Linked DNA regions of Rattus norvegicus: all the other regions are linked to region 3. Evidence: chromatin contacts called from public Hi-C data. All regions are on one chromosome and are shown on one strand. The core of a region is the stretch at or near the end of the contact, and the rest is flanking DNA. Distances in the headings are between cores, read along the strand shown. Region 1 holds the start of Bod1 (biorientation of chromosomes in cell division 1). Region 2 has its middle 40 kb from the start of Bod1. Region 3 holds the start of Cpeb4 (cytoplasmic polyadenylation element binding protein 4).

Region 1 (3,031 bases), core at 163-2,662, 210 kb after region 3:
CAATTCTATAAGTAGAAGGGGCAGGGACTTATGGCCAAGTACTGTGCTGAGCACCAGAGACAAAAACAGTCATGGTTTCTTCTTCGAAGCTTATACTCTGGGTGTTGTTTTGTTTTATAAAAAGAAAAAGAAGCCAGGGCTGTGTTTGGTAGAGGTGTTGTATGGTTCGGGGAATGGGGGTGCTTCTGCAGGCCCATGCTTGAAACATCCCTTCCCCCTGAGGGACCAGCCACATGAAGGTATAGTATAGAATAGAGTTTATTTAGGGCATGGGGAGGGGAGTTGAGGGAGGAAAGGCAGAGGGGGAGAGAGGGAGAGAGGGAGAGAGGGAGAGAGGGAGAGAGGGAGAGAGGGAGAGAGGGAGAGAGGGAGAGAGAGAGAGAGAGAGAGAGAGAGAGAGAGAGAGAGAGAGGAAGAAGAAAGAAGAAAGGGAGGAGGAGAAGAAGAGGAGGAGGAGGGGGAGGAGGAGGAGAGGAGGGTTGGGGAGAGGCTGGCCATGTGCACATGGAGAAAGGGGAGAGAGGATAGGGAGACAGGAAGAAGAGGGTAAGGGGAACAAGAGGAGAAGAGGAGAGAGGAGGGGGCAAGCAGCTCCTTTTTTATAGTGAGTCAGGCACACCTGGCTCTTGCCAGGTGACTGTGGGGCGGAGCCTAGAAGGAACGCCAACAGGTGTGGTTGGGGGCATAGGGGTGAAGATGGCCAATCAGCCTATAAATTATCCACTTCCAGTCACAACGATTGCTATAAGAATCTGGTTCAACAATAGACCAAATTAGGCCTGGAGCTAGAAAAGTTTTTGTGAGGAAAGAATAAGATGTGATGTACCTAAAATGTGACTTATAAGAAGGGCAACACCCCCCCCCCAGGCCTCCCTCTGGGGGTGGGGGGCCAGGGTTGAACTCTCTCACGGGACTTCCTTAGAGCCAAACAGGAGAGGTCAGCGTGGGACAGGAGTAGAAATAAATTTGATATCCCAAAGGGTTGTAACCTATCGTGAGAGACTGTGATCAGCTTAACCTTTGAGACTGGCTGGGCCAATATGAACTCCTCCACCGCCCCTCCCTGACACACAAAAAGTAAAATTAGTTTTATCAAAATAACAAAAATATTAACCCATTGTTAACCACATTTCCCAGATCATATTACTCAAGGAGGTCGTGGGGATGACCTCCTTTTGTTGTCAAAAGCACAGGCTGCCAGGCATAGAAACAGAGTTGCTGAATCACAGTCGCTAAATGATACGCTCCTAATCTTTCAATCAGTTCTGCAAGTGACTGTCGCCCACTGTAGGGAGGTCTGATTTCTGAGGGCTGCAGTGACTGAATAGGTTCTGAGCCTACAATTCCCATGCTGTCTCGCAAACTAGCGCGAGCGAGCCAATAGCCTGCCGGGAGTTGTAGTTTCCAACGGCCAGACACAGGCTATAAGAACATGGGCGATGGCTCCAGGAAACCAACCGTCCCACAATGCAAAGGTCGTTGGTGACGCTATTAGACGAGCGCCAGCAGCGCGGCCAGCGGGGAGCGCCGTGGTCCTCGCCGCCTCCCACCCTGCCGCCTCCGTCGCCGCCACCTCCGTGGGGCCCTCCGTGTCTGCGCAGCGCGGCCCACGGCTCCCGGAGGAGCAGCCGAGCACGGGGTCGGGCACGGGGCGCAGCCATGGCGGACAGTGCGGGAGCAGGTGCGGCGGGCCAGGCCTCGGGACCAGCGGGGGGCTCGAGTGGGGCGGGCGGCACGGTCAACCCCGCTTCGCTGCCTCCGGGAGACCCGCAGCTCATCGCTCTTATAGTGGAGCAGCTCAAGAGCCGTGGCCTGTTTGATAGCTTCCGCCGGGACTGCCTGGCCGACGTGGACACTAAGGTACCCGGGCTGCGGGGGACCGAGGGGGGCGGTCCACCTCGCCTCTTTGACGTGCCAGAGCCCGGAGTAAAACAAAAGGCACCTCCGGAGCCTGGAGGGACGCGCGGCGCGGGCCAGTACCGGTGACTTCTGTGGTGCACACACGACACCTGGACACTTAACCAGCTGTGATTTTTAATTTTTTTTTTAATTTTTATTTTAGTTCAGTCGCCTTTCTGAACTTAATGATTCTTTTATGGCTGCACACGTATATCCACTTCATACCCAAGGAACTCGCGTTTTACAACACTCGGGAAAGGCAGCGTACTTTAGAAGCTCTGCCCATTCTCTTGTTCACCACCCGGGAGGTGATTTTAAGCACCGGCTGGATTGGATAACACGTTAATAGCTATTCCCTTTCCTAACTGAATCATTTGCAGATTTGTATGAGGTCAAATTGGGATAAGCAGTAGAATCAGCACCTTATTTTATTCTGTTTAACTAATTTAAATGGAGTTAATGGCTATGTTAGATCCAGTGCCAAAGGCCAGTCTCTACAGCTAAAAATACCCTAATTCACCTCACTTGGAAACTTTGGAATGTGTGTCACGAGGCAGGTATATAGTAGTACCAAAACATTCCTTTTCCCTTTACAAAATTTGTTTGCCAAGATTAAGGTGGTGGAGTTACAAGTCTCTTTGCTGACTGAGAGGCTCCACAGGGTAGCCGTTGCCGTTGCTCAGGTTGCTCCTCGTGGTGTTCAGGCTGTGAGTCACCCAGGCAAGCGGGTTCAGTAGCCTCAGCTGTCAGCTGCAGGCTGCCTGGGCCTGTGCTATGTCTTTGATATGGGGTAAAGTCTGCCCTATATATACACATCTTAGGCCACAGTCTGCACAGGTAGGCCATCCTTCCTACCTCCACATTCTCGTAGAGAGAGACCAGAGCCATGCAGACACTGGCATGCTCTTTAGCAAGGATGGGCTGAAGAAGCGTTGTCTGCCTCCGGTTGGAGAGCAGGAGGCCAGGGGCTCGGAACAGTCCTTGTACTCACAAGGTAATTTCCTAGTCTTGTTCTCAAGCTCTGAGGAGGAGGATTCAGAGTAAGCGCCTCAGGCTCCTTTGAGGGTCACACACAGCTTTGCCTGGAAACTCTTCGCAGAGTAGCTTGGCTGTTGCTGTCATATGACTCCTG
Region 2 (3,461 bases), core at 952-3,451, 170 kb after region 3:
ACAAGCACCCTCTGTCCATTAACTCACTTCTACATTCCAGCAACATTGAGGACGCCACATGAATGACTAGTAGACTGCACAGCTTAGGGGATCGGCTTTTCCTAAGTGTGTTCACTCTGCGCTTGGCTGATTCCATGGATAAGAACTCAAGTAACTGATGACCAATCTGGAATTCTGTGAAATGCTGAGTGTAACTGATTTGATTTGTTTTGTTTTCGTTGTCTGTTTTGGTTTGGTTTTTTGGTTTTGTTTTGTTTTGTTTTGGGGGGGGGGGTTGTCTTGTTTTGTTTTATTTTGTTTTTTGTTTGTTTGGGTTTTTTGTACGAGCGTTTTGTCCTCATGTATGTCTGTGCACCATGTGAACACAGTGCTCGTGGGGGTCAGAGGAAGCTACTGGATTCTCAGGAATTGGAGTCACAGATGGTAGTGGGCTCCGTGTGGGCGCCGAAAAGGAACCTGAGTCCTCTGGAAGAGCAGCCAGCTCTCTTAACCATAGAGCCATCTCTCCAGCCCCCTGACGTGTTTTAAATCCATCTGCGATGATTTATATAGACAACTGGATGTCAAGCCCTTGGTCTGAGGTCCAGGGCATCCCTGAAACCAGGCACGGGTGCCCTGCTTTGTGCCGTACACACCACGCCCTGTTGTAAGCACCCATATGACCTTTCACCCCCTAAGTGGACACTGCCGTGGTGGGGTTTACTCTGACGTCACTGGCTGGTCACTGCCGGGGCTGTTAGCATTCGAGGAGTGAGACCTCCCAACGTGAATGAGGCACTTTCTGAGACCTTCCTGGAAAACTCTGCTTGGATGTGTTTGTCAGTCCCTCACAGCTGACTCTCCATGTTCAGAACAAGCAAAGGCTCAAGAGCCACCTCTCCTCCATTTTCCATATACCTGCTTAATCCTCTCACTGCTGTTTTAGACCAACTCAAAGGATTTTACACTTTTCTTTACATGCTTATTGGTATACTGAAGTGTCTGGTGCTAATGGAGAAATTTTTTTTTTCTTCTCCGAGACACATTAGCAAATTCTGTCCTAGAAGAGGAGTTCAGTCTATAGCAGTTAACACAGGCTCTTGAAGGCCCTTACGAGAGTGGCCGCTGGTGGTCTGGTATTGCTGCCTGTAAGCTATGCAAGCATTCCCAAGCGGGAGCGCATTCTCCTGGCTGCGACAGAGATCCTCAGGACAGGAGAGCCACCTCCATCCTTGTAAGTGGCTGCTCCAGGTGGTCTAGTGTCCGGACTGCCTCTGGTGTAGCAACAATGTCTTAGAGAAGAAAGCCCAGGCTTCTTCATGGACCATGCCTTCTGTCTTCCTAAGATACATTGAGGGTCTACAGTAGCTTTCTGCAAACGGTTCCGCCTCATCCAATCATCTCCCTACCGAGAAACCAGAGATCTTCAAACAAGCCAGTTCAGTGTCTCTCCTACCTCTAATGCTACCACAGAATGTTCAAACTAACATTTTCTCTCCCACTTCATCTCCACTGCCGCCCCTCACTAACCCCTTCCAGCTTCTGTGTTGTTCCAAAAGGAACCGCAGGTCCCTGGTCCCAGGAGGGCTCGCCTAGAAGGTCACTTCCTCCAGCCTTTTCCTTTCATGGTATCCGGTCCCACTTTTTATCCTAGCACCTCTGAGTTCTCAGGACCTTCTCATCCACAAACATCCCTTCCCTTGCGGAAGACTCAGGCCACTGGCCTGCCTCATGCGTGTACAACCTAACGAGCCTGGATTCCTCTCCGGTGACCCCCCCCCCCAGTCTAGAATTACAGCCAGGGCACCAGCCTGCTTCTGGAACAAGTGTTAGCATTTTGCTCACAGCAGCTCTGGAAATTAGATGCTAGCCCCACACCCCGTGATTCAGTCAGCAGCAGGAGGAGGCTGGGTCAGGAACACAGAGCTCTCCTTTCTTCTGAGAGATAGCAGTGTTCCAAAGACTGGGGCCACAGAGGAGAGCTAAGTGACAGGCCTGAGAACCGACCTGCATGCTGGAAGCTGACCCTCCCCGGCAGTGTGCCAACTGTGACATTTAACAAACCAGGCGATCGCCCAGCTTGGAAAGGAGGTGCCACCTAGCTCTGGGATTGTCGTGTAGCTGGGATGGAACTGGATTTCCCTTTTCAGAACAAAGACAAACACACTCCTCTGGGAAGCCCATCCTGGGAGAGGCTGCATGTATCAGAGGCCCCACTTCCGTGCCAAGTATTCAAAGCCCGCGGCCTGGCCTGCTTGCTTCGGCAGTTCCTGGCAGAGTATGCCAGCATTCTTCAGCTTTGAAATTTAATTGCCTACCATAGCCATGAAGCCCATTTCCAAGGCAGAAAAAGAAAACTGAAAGGGGAAAAAAAAAGGAGTAAGGAAAAAGAAAAGCCACAGGAGTTGTAGGAGAAGTTCTCACGGAAGCAGGCTAAGATGAGCTGGCCACTGAGTTTGACCATCAGCCTTTGGGGGAGGTCAGTTTTTTTTATAAGCTAGTCCCAGAAGCTGGCGTTCAGAAGAGGAAGAGCAACAAAGACAGCTCTGTCAGCAACAAGAAAATGGAAGTCACGGGGAAAAAAAACCAAAACAAAAAAACAGAAAACGCTGCCCCCCGGAATCATTGTGATCTGCAAGATAGTCGTTCCTAGCGCTCATGTTCAAGAGTGGACGCTGATGGCCGTGCCAGGGCCAGGTGGACTCCTGGCTTTTGTGTTGTTCTCATTTCTAAGCAATGAGCTTGCTGTAACCTCTTTCCTGTGCCCCAGGAGGGAAAACAAAAACTTTCTCTTTGTCTCCCTCAGACAAATGCAGCTTCTTCATGAGCTACCCTCTCCTGCAGACAGACTTCTTAGCGTAGACCGGTCCACTCTGGGTGAACTTGTGTTTCCCTTGCTTGAAGAGAGCAATTTCTTAGGGAAAGGGGGTGCAGTCAGGGGGTGGGGAAGCAAGGCTGCCCCTTGTTTCTCAAATTGGTGTCGTAGTCTCAGCCTCTGCCTCAGAAAACACGGTAGGGCTCAGCCCGGAGGACAAGGGTCCCAGGTTTCACACCACAGTCTGTGTTTAGGGCCTCAGGGGCAGACAAGTTGTCTTGTGTCCATCTTATTTGAAGGACCGACAAAAACCTCTTAGCTCTTTGACATTTCTCAGAAAGTCCAGAGGCGCGGAACGTTGACGGCAGTCAGCGAGAGATACAGAACAACACACTGTAAAACCTCCACGGTGGGAAGGAGGGGACACGAAGGACACACAACCCCCACATTCAGCTCTCAGAACACTGAGATCGTGGAGCCCAAGAAATTAAAATTGCCCCACGAGCCCCCACTTGGGAAAAGGAAAAGGCTGAGGGGGCGCTAGTCCCCAGAAAGACATTTCACTTGGTGCTGACAAGCTGTCAGACTGCCTGCTAGGAGGCAAGATGGAGTACAGACAGGATGGCTCAGTGATGGCGGGACCTTTACCAGGGCGACTCAGGTGTTC
Region 3 (3,135 bases), core at 480-2,979:
TAGACAGACAGATAAATAAACCTGAAGCATGACAAAGAAACTATCTGCATCATTTCTCCCTAACTAGTAATCTTTACTGACACAAGAAAGGTCAGAATTTGCAGAGAGGTCTAAGAGGAATTGCTGAATTGATCAGTTCAGACTGCAAAGTCCACATCTAAATATAACTAGGAGGAAATCTGGAACTCTGAGTTCCTTTCAGTGACTCCCTACCTTACAATGTCAAAAAAAGGTCATTTTTAGTTCCTTCAGATAGGCAGAAAACATTCATTAGTTTCCATAATGAAATACATTTCTGCTACACATTACTGTTTTACCGTTCTTCCTCAAGCAACTGAAGAAAATTCTCATTAAACAAGAAAGGTATAATAATTAATTAGAACACTAACTATCCTGTTTCTGTAATTATAAATGGAAAAATTAAGGCCCAAGAAACAGTTAACTGTTTTCTTCCGATCACACTGGTTTGCTAAAATAAAGACTGGTAACCGATTCATTTCCTAAGGTCCCTAATGTGAGCAACAATTCTGATTCTTTCATTCCACAGATACTCCACCACACTACTTCCTTATTCATCTTAATCTATTAATGGAACAACATCTTACCGGAAAAGGAAAAATGTTGTCAGCTCTGTTCAAGCTATCTTCCATCCAGGATTTTGGAGCAAAGGCTGAGCTAGGGCGAGCATACTTCTGGAGCTGAATATGATTGCTTGCAAAATTTTTCTTCAAAGGTGAGATGGAGTTCAGGGGTGTTATTCCACCGTTCAGCCCTCTGCGGTGATCTCGGCCTTGAGAAGCTCCCCAGCCACCATAGCCGCCACCTCCCGGGCTCCAGGAAGAAGAGGGGGTTGGAGAGGGACTCTGGTAGCTACTCCATGGAGAAGGAGGTTTGTTAAGATTATTCGCCAAATGAGGCAGCTGGTTAAAAGCAGCATTTCTATGTGTGAAAGGTGGGGGGTGGGGACTGGCAGGAGACCTCCTCTGCTGCTGATGCTGGCTGTGATGGTGCTGGAAATGGGGGTGATGAGGATGGTGCTGGGAGAGAGGCCCGATCTGAGGGGAGAAGCTACCACCAAAGCCAGGGCTGACATGATGGGGGAAATTTTGAAACAAGAGAGCACCATTATTAGCTGAAGCGCCAGGGACCCCTCCCTGGTGAAAGAAACTTGCATCTTCATTGATTATCGTGGAGGAAGAAGGCGCTATCGCTGCTGACCAGTTACTGAAACCAGTAAGGGATGATGCACTGGATGTCAAGGGTTGGGTGGAAGTCCCGAGGCCTGTGGCTTCTTGGTAATCGAATCCTGTCAACACTGGTGATTCAATGCGTATCTTTTCTTTTCCGTTGCTGTTCTCTGAAGAATTGTCCCCTGGATTTTCTTCGGCTTTTGCCTTTTCAGTTTCAGGCAGTATTCCAGCTTCCTGCCCTGGACTCGGGGACAGTTGTTGCTTTTCTAAAGGGTCTTGTTGTTCCTGCTGTTGACTTTTTGCTTTTTCTGACCCCAAGATCTCATCCTGAATGTTATGGGTAGCCGGAGCAGGAAAGAGCCAAGCTGACCCAGCACTGCTGCCGTTGGCAGCTGTGTTATTATTTATAAAAGCAGCAGGGTTGGGGGTGGCATTTTGGTGATGGTGTGGAGGCTGCAGATGTGGATGGAATCGGACTGGAAAAGCAGATTTATTCCCAGTATTGCTTTGCACTAGCACTCCAAACCCGTAATCCCCCATTTATTATTTTTAGGATCAGAATATCACAATAAAAAAAAAACAAAGCAAAACAACCTAATGTCTCAGGGCTTTCCTCCCCTGTATCTCAAATTTGTTTGCTTGAAGTATCTTATTTATAGCTAACTCAACGATCACAGCTTATCACCCTATGTATCTCTGATTTGGAATTCTGGTCTCTCTGAATGGAAAAGAACCTTAAAAAAAAACTCTTAAAATATTGATATGAATCCAATTGGGCTTATTTCTAGGAGGGAATAAAAAAGGAAAAGGTAAAAATCAAGTCTTTGGTTAGTAAAATAGGCGCTTTCTTTTTCCAAAGGAAAATGTACATGAATGACAGAAACACAGCTTCTCAAGCATCTATGGATATAGAAGAATAAGCATTGTGCGGAGTAAAAATATATATATATAAAATTTAACAATCACATATGGTCTTCCTCAGCAGTTTAGATTCACATAAAAATTAGAATAGGATTAAGGGGAGAATACGTTCTTTTCTTGGCAGCTTGGTTAAAAAAATCAGGAATAATTTAAGAACATTATATATTATATATTTATATATAGATAGATTATATTAGGTTATCTGGGGCGGGAGGTGAATTTCTGGTTGCCAAAGAGGAAATCAGCCTTGACTAAAGGAAAGATGATTGCAGGGAGATTTCTGCTGTTCCTGGTCCTGTTTCTGTTCTTTTGTAGGGTGCAGTGTGGGCCTCTGGGGCTGTTCCTGGGGCTCCGGGTGCAGATCTTGCTGCGTTTGCTGCTCTTGGGCTCCCCTCGGCCTCCTTTCCCCCATGAAAGGGGTTGGAAACACCCGTTTCTCCCTCTGGGGGGTGTCGCGATCAGGAGGGATTAGTGAGACTGGACAAGGGCGAGCTGGTGGCCCGGGGGTGCGGGGAGCAAGGGGGCGACCTGGAAGGTCCTGCGGTTTCTGCCTCTTCCCCTCTCTGCGGCTCCGGGATTTTTTTCCCTCATGGGACCCAGGGGCGGTTTGTTCAGTTCTCTCAGTTCGATTCTCCGCCGGGGGGAGGGGGAAGGGGGATGGACAAAAAGGAAAACCCCCGCTACCGTTGTTACTCTAAAGGAGAAAAGCCTCCCCCCTGGGCTCGCGCTCTCTTTTCCCCTAGACTGATTGGAAACTATAATTTAGGAGGCTTTTGTTTCTCCTCACGGTTGCTGGGCCGCCGCCGCCGCCGCTTTTCCCCGGTCCCGCAGTCCAGCTGTCGTCGTCTTTGAGGACTCCGCCTGGCTGTTCTTTTTCTTCCTTCTTCCTCCTCGTCTTCCTCTGTTGTCGCCGCTGCCTCCGCCGCCTCCGCCGCCGCCGCCACTGCCTCCGGTGCCCAGGTCCCGCAGCCGCGGCTGAGTCCTTCTCCTCAGGACCGAGCCGAGTGAAATGACAACCAGCTGG

What was found. A called contact is a pair of places that touch in the nucleus more often than the background predicts.
Region 1: a Hi-C map of Schwann cells shows a contact between it and region 3, with 5 times the contacts expected there. The contact joins the promoter of Bod1 here to the promoter of Cpeb4 in region 3. A contact is called at or near these places in 11 of 12 Hi-C or Micro-C datasets (the A7r5 cell line, the Rat2 cell line, Schwann cells and 7 more) and 1 of 1 datasets of contacts at active chromatin or transcription factors (oligodendrocytes).
Region 2: a Hi-C map of Schwann cells shows a contact between it and region 3, with 2.6 times the contacts expected there. The contact joins the enhancer-like site here to the promoter of Cpeb4 in region 3. A contact is called at or near these places in 2 of 12 Hi-C or Micro-C datasets (Schwann cells and liver) and 1 of 1 datasets of contacts at active chromatin or transcription factors (oligodendrocytes).

What each region holds. Positions count from the first base shown.
Region 1 is chr10:16,496,506-16,499,536 of GRCr8, forward strand. Bod1 (biorientation of chromosomes in cell division 1) reads left to right here and starts at 1,413. Exons shown (of 4, transcript NM_001013854.1): 1 at 1,413-1,860. The coding sequence starts at 1,468.
Region 2 is chr10:16,455,865-16,459,325 of GRCr8, forward strand. No RefSeq gene overlaps it. Among named protein-coding and RNA genes, the nearest start is that of Bod1, 40 kb to the right of the region's middle. Within about 2 kb of position 2,202, at least 60 of the 93 cell types and tissues checked have an H3K27ac peak or open chromatin away from gene starts, as enhancers often do. A contact at or near this core is called in Schwann cells and liver, where this site is marked.
Region 3 is chr10:16,281,859-16,284,993 of GRCr8, forward strand. Cpeb4 (cytoplasmic polyadenylation element binding protein 4) reads right to left here and starts at 1,730. Exons shown (of 9, transcript NM_001106992.1): 1 at 606-1,730. The coding sequence starts at 1,730.